2 separate regions of the Capra hircus genome follow, and region 2 is linked to region 1. Evidence: chromatin contacts called from public Hi-C data. All regions are on one chromosome and are shown on one strand. Each heading gives the region's core, a stretch centred on a gene start, on an enhancer-like site or on the middle of the called end of the contact. The rest is flanking DNA. Distances are from core to core; before and after follow the strand shown.

The links. A called contact is a pair of places that touch in the nucleus more often than the background predicts.
Region 2: a Hi-C map of blood shows a contact between it and region 1, with 5 times the contacts expected there. The contact joins the enhancer-like site here to the promoter of FAM83D in region 1. A contact is called at or near these places in 3 of 5 Hi-C or Micro-C datasets (blood and liver).

The regions. Positions count from the first base shown.
Region 1 is chr13:67,302,469-67,309,059 of ARS1.2, reverse strand. FAM83D (protein FAM83D) reads right to left here and starts at 3,309. Exons shown (of 4, transcript XM_018057863.1): 1 at 2,704-3,309. The coding sequence starts at 3,180. It overlaps PPP1R16B (protein phosphatase 1 regulatory inhibitor subunit 16B), which reads right to left. Exons shown (of 11, transcript XM_018057861.1): 11 at 5,886-6,591.
Region 2 is chr13:67,410,068-67,416,658 of ARS1.2, reverse strand. No RefSeq gene overlaps it. Among named protein-coding and RNA genes, the nearest start is that of DHX35, 76 kb to the right of the region's middle. Within about 2 kb of position 3,203, at least 1 of the 5 cell types and tissues checked has an H3K27ac peak or open chromatin away from gene starts, as enhancers often do.

The sequences.
Region 1 (6,591 bases), core at 2,060-4,559:
AAAAAAATGCCAGGAGTTTTTCACCATTCTGGGCCGGTCCCTATGCTCTGTTCTGACAAGCCCCACTGCTCCACTTGGACCCAGCTCCAAGGCCGCCACCCCTCTTAAAGCTTTCTTTCCTCAGCCTGTAGCAACCTCCTCACTGCTTCCTACCAGCCCACTATCAACTCTCAAGTGCAGGCAAGGGTTATGTCCTTCACCTGTGGCCCTAGCCCCTGGGGCATAGTGTCTGATATACAGTAGGCACTGAATAAGCAAGTAATCTGGCATATGGAAAAGACATTGAAAACACTTATCAGATTTAAAGGTACATACCAACTTTCTCACTTACAACGGTTCACGTTCCAAATACAGAATCTTGAAGATACAGGGCAGAGAACAAGGCAGGAGGTTCTACCCAGGAAGGCATTACAGAATGCCTACAAGACAAAGGGGTCTGAGCATCAGTCCTGAGCCCCTTCTAAGGCCAGCACTGAGTGGATGGACTGGTCTTAGCTCTAGCGCCCCTTCAGTACTACTGAAAACGGGATGTAAGCGACTGAAAAAAGTGAAAGTGAAGCCGCTCAGTCGTGTCCAACTCTTTGTGACCCCATGGACTGTAGCCTACGAGGCTCTTCCGTCCATGGGATTGTCCAGGCAAGAGTACTGGAGTGGGTTGCCATTTCCTTCTCCAGGACATCTTCCCAACCCAGGGACTGAACCCAGGTCTCCAGCATTGCAGGCAGACGCCTCACCATCTGAGCTACCAAGGAAGCCCAAATGTAAGTAAGTGAGCTGCTGCTGCTGCTAAGTCACTTCAGTCGTGTCCGACTCTGTGTGACCCCATAGACAGCAGCCCACCAGGCTCCCCTGTCCCTGGGATTCTCCAGGCAAGAACGCTGGAGTGGGTTGCCAATTCCTTCTCCAATGCACGAAAGTGAAAAGTGAAAGTGAAGTCGCTCAGTCGTGTCCGACTCTCAGCGACCCCATGGACTGCAGCCCACCAGGCTCCTCTGCCCATGAGACTTTCCAGGCAAGAGTACTGGAGTGGGGTGCCATGTAAGCAAGAGGTTAGGGCAATTCCTCTCTCATAGAGACCCACTCATTACTTTTCCCAAGTTCCAAGTGCCCAAGTTCTCCCCCTAGAGGTGATCATTGGGAATGCACTGCTGCTACTGCTGCTGCTAAGCCGCTTCAGTCGTGTCCAACTCTGTGCGACCCCATGGACAGCAGCCCACCAGGCTCCCCCGTCCCTGGGATTCTCCAGGCAAGAACACTGGAGTGGGCTGCCATTTCCTTCTCCAATGCATGAAAGAGAAAAGTGAAAGTGAAGTCGCTCAGTCGTGTCCCACTCTTAGCGACCCCATGGACTTCAGCCTACCAGGCTCCTCCGTCCATGGGATTTTCCAGGCAAGAGTACTGGAGTGGGATGCCATTGCCTTCTCCGTGGGAATGCACACCTGTTCTAAAAAGGTGCGTTTTCCCATCTTTCCAATCTTCCCACTGAACTCACAAATGTCCGTAGCATCAAAACGACCCTCAGCATACTCAATGCACCGCAGGGCTGATAACAGCCTAGGTGGTGCCCATATATCCTCCCACAACGGCAAGGCAGTAGCCTACTGGATCCCCTACCCACTGCAACCCCACCAACAGGCAAAGGGCACTGGGCATCAGGAACACTGGTAAGTCAGGACTTGTCCCCAGCTTGTCTACTTCAACCAATCGGATGTACAGATACCATAACCACAGTCAGACACATTCAGCTATAAGCCCTACCAAGTCTTACCACGACCTGGAGCTTTAACTGCATTTTCTCTGTCACAGGCAAACAGCCAGGAAGCTGGGCACTGCCAGTCAGCAAGCAAGTTGGCAGTTAATCATGGCTCTGGAGGGAGGTGTCTGCTACACCCTGCCAGCCCCTGCCACCTTGGGTGCCGCATGCTTTCTCCCTGATCCCTCTGTACCCAGTACCCTGGGTGCAGTCTCATCCAGGCTGGCAGGGAGACAAAATCTCCCACCGCACCCCAATACCTTATCACACTTAAGAGCCAGACAACGGCACCAAAACCCACCGTGGAGAGAAGACTTAACATGGCTTTCGGCTTTTTTTTTTTTTCCAGCCTATGGAAATGCAAACTCCCTGCCCCACCCATTCACTGAAGGTGCAACTTCCCCTCCAGGCTGGCAGGAGGGGAAAGGGCCAGGGCTCTTGGCCCCTCTGGTTTGCATCTGCTTTCTACAAGACACGTGGGGGTAACTAGCAATGAAAGACTCGAAACTCCCCGCAGCTGTCTCTGGGGACAATCTTTCAGGAATTTCCCCCTAGGTTATGCGCTTCTTAGGTCGTACACCTCTTAAGGAACTCCTGAAAGTGGGATCTAGAGTTGGCTGACAGCCAATCCGACAACTGGTTTTTAACTGAAAGCTGGAACGGACAGGATTTCCGGTCACCCTCCCAGGGAATGTAAATGTTAGGAGTTTGAACTTGAGCACAATTCGCATTCTTGGGGATGGAGACTCCTCCCACTCTCCCAGGCCACGAGGAGCGGACGGGGAGGGGATCGGGGATCCGAGGGGATACACACAGAGTGGGGAGAGTTGGGGAACCCCTCGACCAACCGGCCCGAGCTCCTAGCAGACCTCAGTTTCCCATTTTTTGAAGACGGTGTCCCGTGCGACCGGGAACCGAAGAGACCCGAGGGGCCGGGCCGCGCCGCTCACCTCTCGCGCCGAGCGGAGCTGCTGGCGCAGCGCGTCCTTGCAGCCATAGGGGCCGCCGGCGCCCGCGCAGCGGGGCTGGAAGTGCGCCTCGACGCGCGTGGCCCCGCGGTAGGCGCCCTGATAGAAGGAGGGCCAGCCGAGCTCCAGCAGCGGCGGCTCCAGGTCCGACTGCTCGGGGAAGTAGGTGCCGGACGAGCAGTCGTGCGACGAGCCGAAGGAGTCCTCGGCCGCCGCCGCAGCGCCCTCCTCGCCGGGCCGCTCGGCCGCGCGCAGAATGGCGCGCACCTCGTCTGGGTTCAAGAAGCGGCCGAGGCGTTCGCGTCGCAGGAACGCGGAGAAGGCGTCTGGGCCGCCCGCCAGCAGCTCCTCGAGCGCCAAGCGCCGCTCCTCGCTGTACAGTTCGGCCAGGTTGGGCGGCCCACACGGCGACAAGCAGGCGGCAGGCAGTTCGTCCAAGCCATCGTATCTCAAGGCCATGGCGGCGCTCGGACGCTACCCGGCTCGGGCCAGTACGGGCGTGCGGGACGCTTTATAGTCACCTTTGAATCTAACCAGCCCGCGCCATTGGCCGCCCCGCCCCGCCCGGGCTCTCCCATTGGCTGCCTTCTTCTAACGGCACCGTCAGGGCGCAGTGCTTGCCTCTACGGCTCCACCACTAACTTGCTATTGGTGCCCCGCGGCCCGGCCTCTCCCCGAAGCCCCGCCCCTCCCAGGCCTTCGTTAGACGGCGATTGAGACCATGTTCTCGCTCCAGGGTTGCTTGGTGGAATTTAAATCTTGGCTACTACGTGCCTGCTCCGAGGTGGCGTTCCTGCTCTAGCCCTGGGGGGAGCTGAGTTCATCAAGATAGCCGGTGCTAGGCCTAAGTGGCCGTGGTACCCGGGGCGGTGGGACAGGCAGAGAGCCTGGATTGAAACCCGAGAGCCCGGCCCCCGCGCCAGCCTCGCGCGCCCTCTGCCGCCCGCCCCACAGCGCGGCCCTCGCAAGGCCCAAGGAAGTCAGGAAAGTGCACACAGAGAGGCTGGAGCCTGCTGGGGCACGCTGACCCACTGACTGCGCCTCCCCAGGGCTCACAGAGTTTGAGCGAGGTTCAGCCATGTTGCCTTTATCCCCAGCATTTAAATCGTTCGTTCGTTCAAAAATACGGGTCCAACATAATAGCTACTCGTCTGATTTCCCTTCAGGGTAGCTAGCTTTCTCTTCTCTCACCTCACCGTTTTCTGCCTGGTGAACCCCTAACCCTGGCTAAACCCCACTCTCCACCTACTTTCCACCTGCACCCAGGCAGACATACAATTCTGGAGAAAAGAAAACACAATTATGTCTACCAATTGTGCCTGAAATTCATGGTCTCAAGTGGGCCCTTAAGGTTGCCTGCTAGCCTACATTTCCCTACTTCTACCTCTTCCTTTCTTACTCTTAAGAGTTTGCCTCCTATTTCACTGAGGAAAATAGTAGCAGTCAGAGAAGATAGTTCCACATGCTCCGCCCACATCTTCCTACCTGTCTGCATCTCTGCCCACATACTGGGCCTTGTATTACTATGGATGAACTGCCCCTGAGCTTGTCTCTGATGCCTTCCATTTGGGCAGTAATCACCAATCCCTCTACTACTAAGCTTTTGTCTCTAGCAATTCTCTCGTTCCTGGATGATCAGTCTCCCCGCTTTACTGTTTCATTCCTATTAGCATACAAATATGATGAAATATTCTTCATCCTTCAAACAACCCTCTCTTGACCCTACATCCCTCTAGAGCTTCCTCCCCATCTCTCTCACTTTTATAGCATAAAGCCTCAAAGGAGTTGTCTGTACTTGCCATCTCCAGTCTTCCTCCCATTCTGTCTTGAATCCTGTCCAATCAGACTCGTTCTGCTCAACCAAAACCTCTTGTCATGCTCGTCATGAGGGACTTCCCTGGTGGTCCAGTGGTTATGAATCCACCTTCAATCCCTGGTTGGGGAACTAAGTTGCCACATGCTGCTACAACTAGAGAATCTGTGTACCACTAAGGAAAGATCCTGCTAGACACAACTAAGACTCAATGCAGCCAAATTAATTAATTAAAAGATCATCATGAGCTCCACAGTGCTAAATCGAATAGCTCATTTTCATGCCTCATTCCCTTTGTGTGAGAAGACATATGTACAACTGTAAAGTCTTCATAAATGTGAGAGGTTACCACTAGCATTTAAAAAACAATATACTTTTCAAATCAATGTATGTCCACTGCTACACAGAGATCTCTGTTCATCCTCTCTCTTCACAGACCCTGTTTGTGAAGTTTTTCAAGCCCAAGTGGTGGGAACTTCTGTGTCCCTGTCCTGGCAGCCAGCATCCAGAAGGGTCCAAGAGAGCACCCTTTTTCATCCTCTTCCAAGATACCCACAAATTTCTGTATGTGATGAAAGCAAGGACCACTGTCTGGGGCCGTGTAACCCTAGAGCTTATCAATCTCTCCATTGCCTGAGGTCAGAAGTGAGGATAACCACGGTCTTACCTGCTGAGTTGTTGTAAAAATGTGAAGCAGTATTTGACTTCCCCACTGTAAACTATATGAGGAGGACAGGGATGGAGTGGGGAGAAGAGGACAGGTCAAGAGAACAGAAGAGGGGGCAGCCTTGTTACATATGTCATCAGACAAAGTGTGGGGAGAGAATGTTATAGGAGCTGTCACAGGGCTCCATGTTAATTTCAAAAGCAACATTTGATAGGATGAAGGTCCTTTCTTATTTTTGCTGTGCTGGGTCTTCCTTGCGGCACGTAGGCTTTCTCGAGTTGTGGTGCAGGGGCTTCTCTTGTTGCACACGCAGCATGGGCTTAGCTGCCCTGAGGCATGTGGGATCTTAGTTCCCTGGCCAGGGATCAAACCCGCACCCCCTGGATTGGAAAGCAGATTCTCAACACTGGACCACCAGGGAAGTCCCTGAAGGTCATTTTCAACCACTCTTATTTTCTTGATTTCATCCTGTTTCACCTTCTTGCAGTCTAGAATGATACCTGCTCCATGGCTAAGCCCTCAGGCCTCCCTGTGATTCAGGGGCCAACCAGGAGAGGCCTCTGTAGTGGGGGCAGGGACGGGGAAGCCTTCCCTGCCATCTATCCCAGGCATCACCTCTTTGTGAATTCAAATCCTTATAGGTCAAGCAAGTTCATAGCAATGACCACAGTCACACCGAGCAGGTGTTATTAAAAGGCATTTAATTCATCTTAATTAAAAACTCTTTAACAGCGAATTCTGTCACAGGCCTTGGCAACTGGAAGCGACTCCAGGGGCACGCCCCTTTGGGATGCGGTTGAGCCAGGGTCTCGAATGGCCCACCACTGCCACGTGTGGCAAGGAGCTTACCTGGAAGTTACTTCAATACAATATCAAAGATCTGCGAGGATTCTTTTTTAAAAAAGGTTTTAAATATATTAGACTCTCTTGATTGCCATTTTTACACAAAGCTGCTGATACAGTATACAGAGATTTAACTTTTTTTTCACATAAAATACATTTTTCTTAAGTGTTCTCTGTACATCAGTGGCTTCTGGTCTGGTGAATTATTGCGGGGGGCTGGGGATCTGCAGACTTTTCCTGGGTGCGCAGAGCCAGGCCCCACACCTTGGCACTCACAGTGCCCATGGGAAGCAGGCCCTCTGACCAACTGGCCAACAAGAGACTCTTATCGAGGAGTGCTTCTAGCAAAGGCAGTCACTTCTGCAGAGTCACCCACTGGCCACATGACCCTTGGCTCTTAGGTGCCCTGGGGGAGGGGAGGCTGTCCCCAGGTCACAATAGCAAGAGTTAAATAGAGTCCTTCTAGGCATCCTGTAAGAAGTGCGCTTCTGGAAAGCATCCCAGTATTCTGCTCTGGAAAAGCAAGTGGGAGAGAGAACTCCAGATC
Region 2 (6,591 bases), core at 1,954-4,453, 110 kb before region 1:
AGGTGGCATGACCCACCACACAGGACCATGGGGGGAAGCACCAGAGTCAGTCGGGAGGCAGGAGCAGGGAGGGGAGAGTGAGGACCAGAGCCTTCATTGTGCTTTGCACAGGAAGTGATGGGTAAGACAAGGTAAGCTGTTTGGGATTGGCTGGTTTGAATAATTTAGTGGGCTCCAGGCTACTGGGGGCTTCCCTGCTGTCTCGGATGGTAAAGTATCCACCTCCAATGCAGATCAACCCAGGTTCAATCCTTGGGTCGGGAAGATCCCCTGCAGGAGGGAATGGCAACCCAGTCCAGTATTCTTGCCTGGAAAATCCCATGGACAGAGGGAGCCTGGCGGGCTATAATCCATGAGGTCACAAAGAGTTGGACCCAACTAAGTGACTAAGAATGTGGGCTACAGGGCTTGTCTCTAGCTGCACCTGTGCCTGGCCCTCAGGTGATGGAGGGCAGGGCAATTATCAGTTTGGTTTGCAAGTTAGAAAAAAGGAGATGGTTGGGGTATTGGTTCTGGATGGATGTGTTTGCAGGTGAAAGGTGTGCTCTGGTTAGTTGTTTGCTAGGAATTTCCTAACCCGGGGAGAGGCAGAGTCTTCCTGGGCTGCAAGATACCAAGATGCCAAAGCATCATTAAATATACACACAAAAAGGCATGAATTATACAGAGATAGTCTATTGTCACCTTCTTTTGAAAGCAAGGGGCTCAGCCTCCTGCCCAAGACCCACAGCTGGGAAGTGGTGATAGCAGGTCACGAACCTCAGCACTGCAGCTCCAAGTCCAAGTTTTTAACCACCTGCCACACTGCCTCCTGCCAAGGCTGCCTCCCTGGCCAGTACTGCTCACGGGCTTGTCTACAGTCCGGACTGGGTTGGAGTCAGGCCCCTCGAGCCTTTGGCTGTGGCCATGGCCTTGACCTCATGCCCCTGGCACAGAGGGGCACCACTCTGTGGTCAGGCTGTAGCTCTGAGCATCATGACCCTGGTGAGTGCCACAATGCTCCTGGCCACTAACCAGGCACTCCAGCCACTTTAGGCTGCAGAGGAAGTATGGCCACAGGGGCAAAAATGCAGATACGGGGTGCCCGGTCGGGGGGTGGGGCCACACATCCCATTGGCCCCTACGATTTTACTACCGCCCACCTGGCCCACCTGCTCCCCCTACAGGTCCTCAGATTTGCAAGGAGCTCGGCGGTGGGGCAGGGGGCTCTGAGGGTGGTCACCTCCCCTAAGCTGGCTTTTCATCCTCCTCTGTCTGCCCCACCCCCCTCTGAAGGATCCTGGCAGACCAGGTCAATGATAAGAACTCCATAAAGGTTAAGGGGTTATTATTCGATTTGAGCTGTTTGTAGCATCACGAACTGTCAACTGGGGACAGTCATGTCTTCCTCTGGGAGGTGCTCAAGATTCAAGGACCTGGCGGCTCACGGGCACGCAGCAGGGAGCGTATCCACTGGGCAGGTGGCGAGAGGGGGCGAGGGGGCCCCGGCAGGAACCGTGGGCCCTCGCGATCTCGGGACCCTGAGCCGGGACTGCAGAGACCGGGCCGCGCAAACGCGTGGCGCCTGCGCCCCCTACCGGCCGCCGCGCGCAGCACCAGCCCGAGCGTCCCGCCGCCTCTGCGGCGTGCTAGGCACACTCAGCTGTGCAACACGGGCCAGGACTCGGGGCTGGAACTGGCCTCGCCCTGCGCAGATCCCGCGGGTCCGCGGCCCGCCGAGGACACAGGCAAGCCCGGGGGGCACAGGGATCCAGCACAACATGCATCCACCTTGGCCATGACCCCTGGCCCTCAGTTCCTCCTTGCAAGGAAGAAAGGGGCAATGTCCCTACAACCTCGTCCTCAAAGGTGTCTCTGCCTTCCCTCGGGTCCACTCCCACCCCACGTGCGTGACTCTTTCTGTAATTCCAAATCTCGGTGTGTCACTCCTCCATTTGACACTTCAGACGAAATGGTGGTCACACAAAACCTTGCTTTCCTGCTATAATGAAACACGGATCGAACAGACCCAATTTGGGGGGACAAGAAGCTGACCAGCTCAGGGTCACCAGCCCCTTAGGAATCTCAGGGGATGGAGGCGCCCGGAGCTCCAGGCTGCTTGGCCAGGAGGGGACCCGGTCTCCCAAAGAAACAGACTTACCAAGGTGGGTCCCAGCTCCAGGAGCCCATTTAGGCCATCATGGCCTGGGTCTAATTGGATGATTATCATGGTGCTCTGGGAGCTGCATAACCATCACCCCAAAACTCGGTGGCATGAAACTACCGCTTTATTGTGTCCGCAGGTTCTGTGGGTCAGGAATTGGACAGGGCACAGAAGCGATGTGTTGCCTCTGCTATCTGGGCCTCAGGTGAGGGTGATTCTAAAGGGGCTTGAGGATGGAGGATCCGCTTCCAAAAGGGTATCTTCACGGTCATCCTGGCTCTGGGCAGCGAGGGCTGAGGCTGTTCCCCCTGTGCCTACTGGCCGTCGTCTCTGGCATTCTGGCCTTCTTAGGTGTCAGCTAGATTCCATCCTCATATTTAGGAAATGGGTCCCTCCATTTCTGCTGGAGGGAAGAAGGCTGAGAAGGAATCCCCTGGAGCAGCTACACAGCTTGGGGGCATTAGGGTGGTGCCGTGGGAAGCCGTGGCTCAGAAAAACATCGTGAGTTGGTTCAACTCTCACTTTTCAAAGCCAGGCACTTATAGGGAAGAAAAGGCCATGCAGGAAACGACAAGGAGATCGAGACACTGGGGCAGGGTTCTTCACACTGCCCTGCCCCTCCATGTTTGCTCTGCCCAGGGGAAGCAAGGTACCAAAAGCGGGGCTCCTTTTCCACCTCAGCAAAGCTGGAACCTCCCAGCCTGAGCTGGCACTGCCTGCATATGGCCAGCAGAGGGCAGCACAGCCTCATCCTGTGGCAACAGATGCTGAGTGGATTAACAGGACCGACTCTGTTGGATGGAACTCAGGGCCACATTGAGGACCCTCTGCATCTCTGGCTAAGGAGGGGGCGCAGCCTGAATGTGCGATTATCTTCCAGCGCATGAGCTCCAGGGAGCAAGGACTTGGACGTGCTCGATACCGTTATCTCCCACGGCCTCATCCGAAGGAGACGTCGATACGTATGAGGGTGTAGGTGTGAGAGGAGTGTGTGTGCCCTTCAGGGTGGGTGTGTCCCCGATGCCACCACTCACCTGAGTGTCCGGCAGCCCCACACGTCTCCCGCTCACATTGCTCCCTCGAGAAGCCCCAGGGTCCTGAGCCCCAGAGTCAGTAAGGCCTTACTCCAGGCCTCCGTTGATGCCTCCCACACTCATCTCTGCCCCCTGCCCAGTCTCCGGCCACCTCTGCCCATCTGGGGGATCCTCATCGCTACATCCCTTTCTTTCCTGGGGTGTCTTTGAACCTCTCTTATTTAAATAAAAGGAGTCCTCCTTGATGAGGGTGTGGGGACCTGCCGATCACAGCACCAGGGAGGCTAGGACAGGTGCGCAGGGACGGAGCGCAAGGGAGCCTTCTGGGACACAGTCTTGCTGAGAAGAGCAGAGAGCCCTGATCTCTGAGAAGCTCCTGACCTGGAACCTTTCTAGAGCCCCAGCACCAGCACACGTGATTGACTGATGTTCTAAGTTATTATTCTTATTGTACAGAGAAGGAAACTGGGATGAAGATGGAAATCGTATGTTATCAAGGGTCATGGAGTTGTCTGATTGTGAGACCGGGGGTCTTCTCCAAACACAAAAGAGTGTATTTGGAATTATTCCATTTAGATGACATTCTACAAAAGGCAAAACTAATTCACAGTGGCAGAAATCACACTACGATGCTTGCCGGCAAGAGGTGGAGCGGGGTTGACTACAAAAGATCTTGAGGGAAGTCTTTGGATAGAAGCATTTATACTGGACTTTGATGGCCGTTTGGGATTTGTGTATTTGTCAAAACCCACTGAACTATCCAAATAAAATGAGAGCCTTTGTTATATATAAATAAAGGGTTTTTTTTAACTTTTGAATTTACATTTTTATTGAAGCTAGTTGATTTACAATGTTGTGCTAATTTCTGCTGTACAGCAAAGTGACTCAGTTATACAAACACATACATTCTTTGTATTCTTTTCCATTATGATTTATCCCAGGATACTGGATATAGTTCCCTGTGCTACACACTAGGACCTTGTTGTTTATCCATTCTCCATTCTCTGTATAATAGTTTGCATCTGCTAATCCCCAACTCCCAACCCATCCCTCCTCCCCTCTCCTCCCCCCAGGCGAACACAAGCCTGTTCTCTGTGTCTATGAGTCTGTTTGTTTCATAGATAACTTCATTTGTGTCATATTTCAGATTTTATGTATAAGTGATATCGTATGGTGTTTGTCTTTCTCTCTCTGACTTACTTCACTTAGTAGGACAGTCTCTAAGTCCGTCCATGTTGCTGTGAATGGCATTCTTTCATTCTTTTTTATGGCTGACTGTTTTTGTTTTTAATCCAGGTCTTCAGACTCAGATTTCAATGCACTTGCCTCCATCACTTAGGAGACGTGGCTTGTGCCTGCAAAAGTTGTTCTCACACCCAACGGGTGTCAGAATGCCAGCTGGGCACAAACCAGGAGAGCATCCAGGAGGGAGCCTGGGTGAAAGCAGGAGCCTTTCATCCTAATTCCAGCTGGACGGACTAATCGATTGGCTAAGATCAAATGTCAAAAATTTACACCATCGGCACTTTCTCAGAACTGGGCCAGACACCGTCATCATTCAGGAGGGCTGACTTTGGTTTACAAAGCTGGCAACAGGAAACCCGCCCTGTTTCTCTGGAAGCTGGGATTCCATGACCTCACCGCCAGCTCCTGGACAGGTAAACGGCTCCAGAATCTCAGTAACTGGCACAAGTAATGCTTCCTCCTTCTGAGTCTGCAGCCCAAGTCAGGAACACTCAGCATAAGTGATAATATCCTTTTCTCCAGGCAATGAAAAGTTTAGAGTCAGACTTAAATTCAATAAGTTCCCTGGTGGCCTTTTTGAATTTGCATGCTGCCACGCTAACCTGGCCCAGATTTCTCCCCCTACAAGGCAATTCTTGGAAAATCAGGCATCAGTGCTCATTAGACTGGTTCTTAATGTCCAGCGAGCCAATAACAAGAGGGGAGGGAGCCCCACCCCAGGGCAGCAAACACAGCTGAAGTTCCTGAGCTCCTCGGGGTGATCAAAGAGCATCAAAGGATTTTCAAAGCCTTGACGTATCCTGTTCCTTGTAGCCTCCAGGCTTACTCTGAGGGCAAGAAGGTTCCAGAAACACAGTGCCAGGAGCTGAAATGGAGGACAACAGTCCCCATGGGCTGAGAGCATCAATTCCATCTTAAGGATAAGATCATCAGGAAGGACTCATGAGGAAGTAATCTGTCTTATAAATCCAGCTAAGCTTTGCCCAGATGTGTCTATTCATACATTTTGGAAGGGTTTTTCTAGTGAATTCATTGGCCTCTCCTGACAGCAACCAAGGGGGGCTGCATGCCTTTCTTTCCTTGGTGGTCATCCAAGGCCCACTGCTGTTGCCAGCTTTCCGATGCCCAGTGAAAACTAACTCCACGCTGGGGTATGTAGAGTATTTATTAAAAGGGCATCACAACAGGCGGGGGACTCCCCTGGCAGTCCAGCAGTTGAGAATCTGCCTTCCAATGCAGGGTACGCAGGTCTGATCCCTGGTTGTAGCTGAAATGGTAGCCTGAGATACAGGAGACTTGGGTTCAATCCCTGGGTCAGGAAGATACCCTGCAGAAGGGAATGGCAACCCACTCCAGTCTCCAGTATTCTTGCCTGGAGGATTCCATGGACAGAGGAGCCTGGCGGGCTCCAGTCCATTGGGTTGCTAAGAGTCGGACACAACTAGCGACCAACACTTTCACTTTCACTTGGGGAACTAAGCTCGCACATTCTGCAAGGCAACTAAGCCCACACACTGCAACTAGAGAGACGCCCGCACGCTGCAAAGAATGATCCCAAAGGCCACGAGGAGGATCCTGTGTGCTGCAACCAAGACCTGATGCTGCTAAATACTTTTTTTTTTAAGGGTTTCACAATGAGAATAATAGCCAAGTAGGATAGCACTGTGATGGAGAACGTGAGCATTAAGGCAGGTCCTGGTGGTCCTCAGAGCATCACATCCAGGATCAAAGAGGTTCCTCAGGGATCTGACCTGGGAGGCAGCAGCAGCAAGCCCACCGAGGTCAACACTCATGAGTGAGGCCAACCCTGCACACCTTCTACCCACCTGGGACCTTGAATAAGAAAGCTACCTGGCCTAAAACCAAGGCCTCTTGCAGATGGACACCCGAATGCCTCGTCCATCCCACCTTGTTCCATTTTGTTCTTTTCTCTTACCCCCATTCCTCACTCCCATCCTCCTCCCCTCCACCCTCTACAGGCAACCCTCCTGTTTTTGCAAACGCTGTTGTTGTTTTCTGTGAATGTATTTGTATCGTCTGTACATAGTACTGTCCCATCTGTTTCTTATTTTTCTCACTCATCTGTTTTGAAGGTCCGTGTTACATGTTGTCTGTGGCTTGAAAGGGCTTCATATGCTCCATGATGCCAACCACTGACTCTTCCCTGCA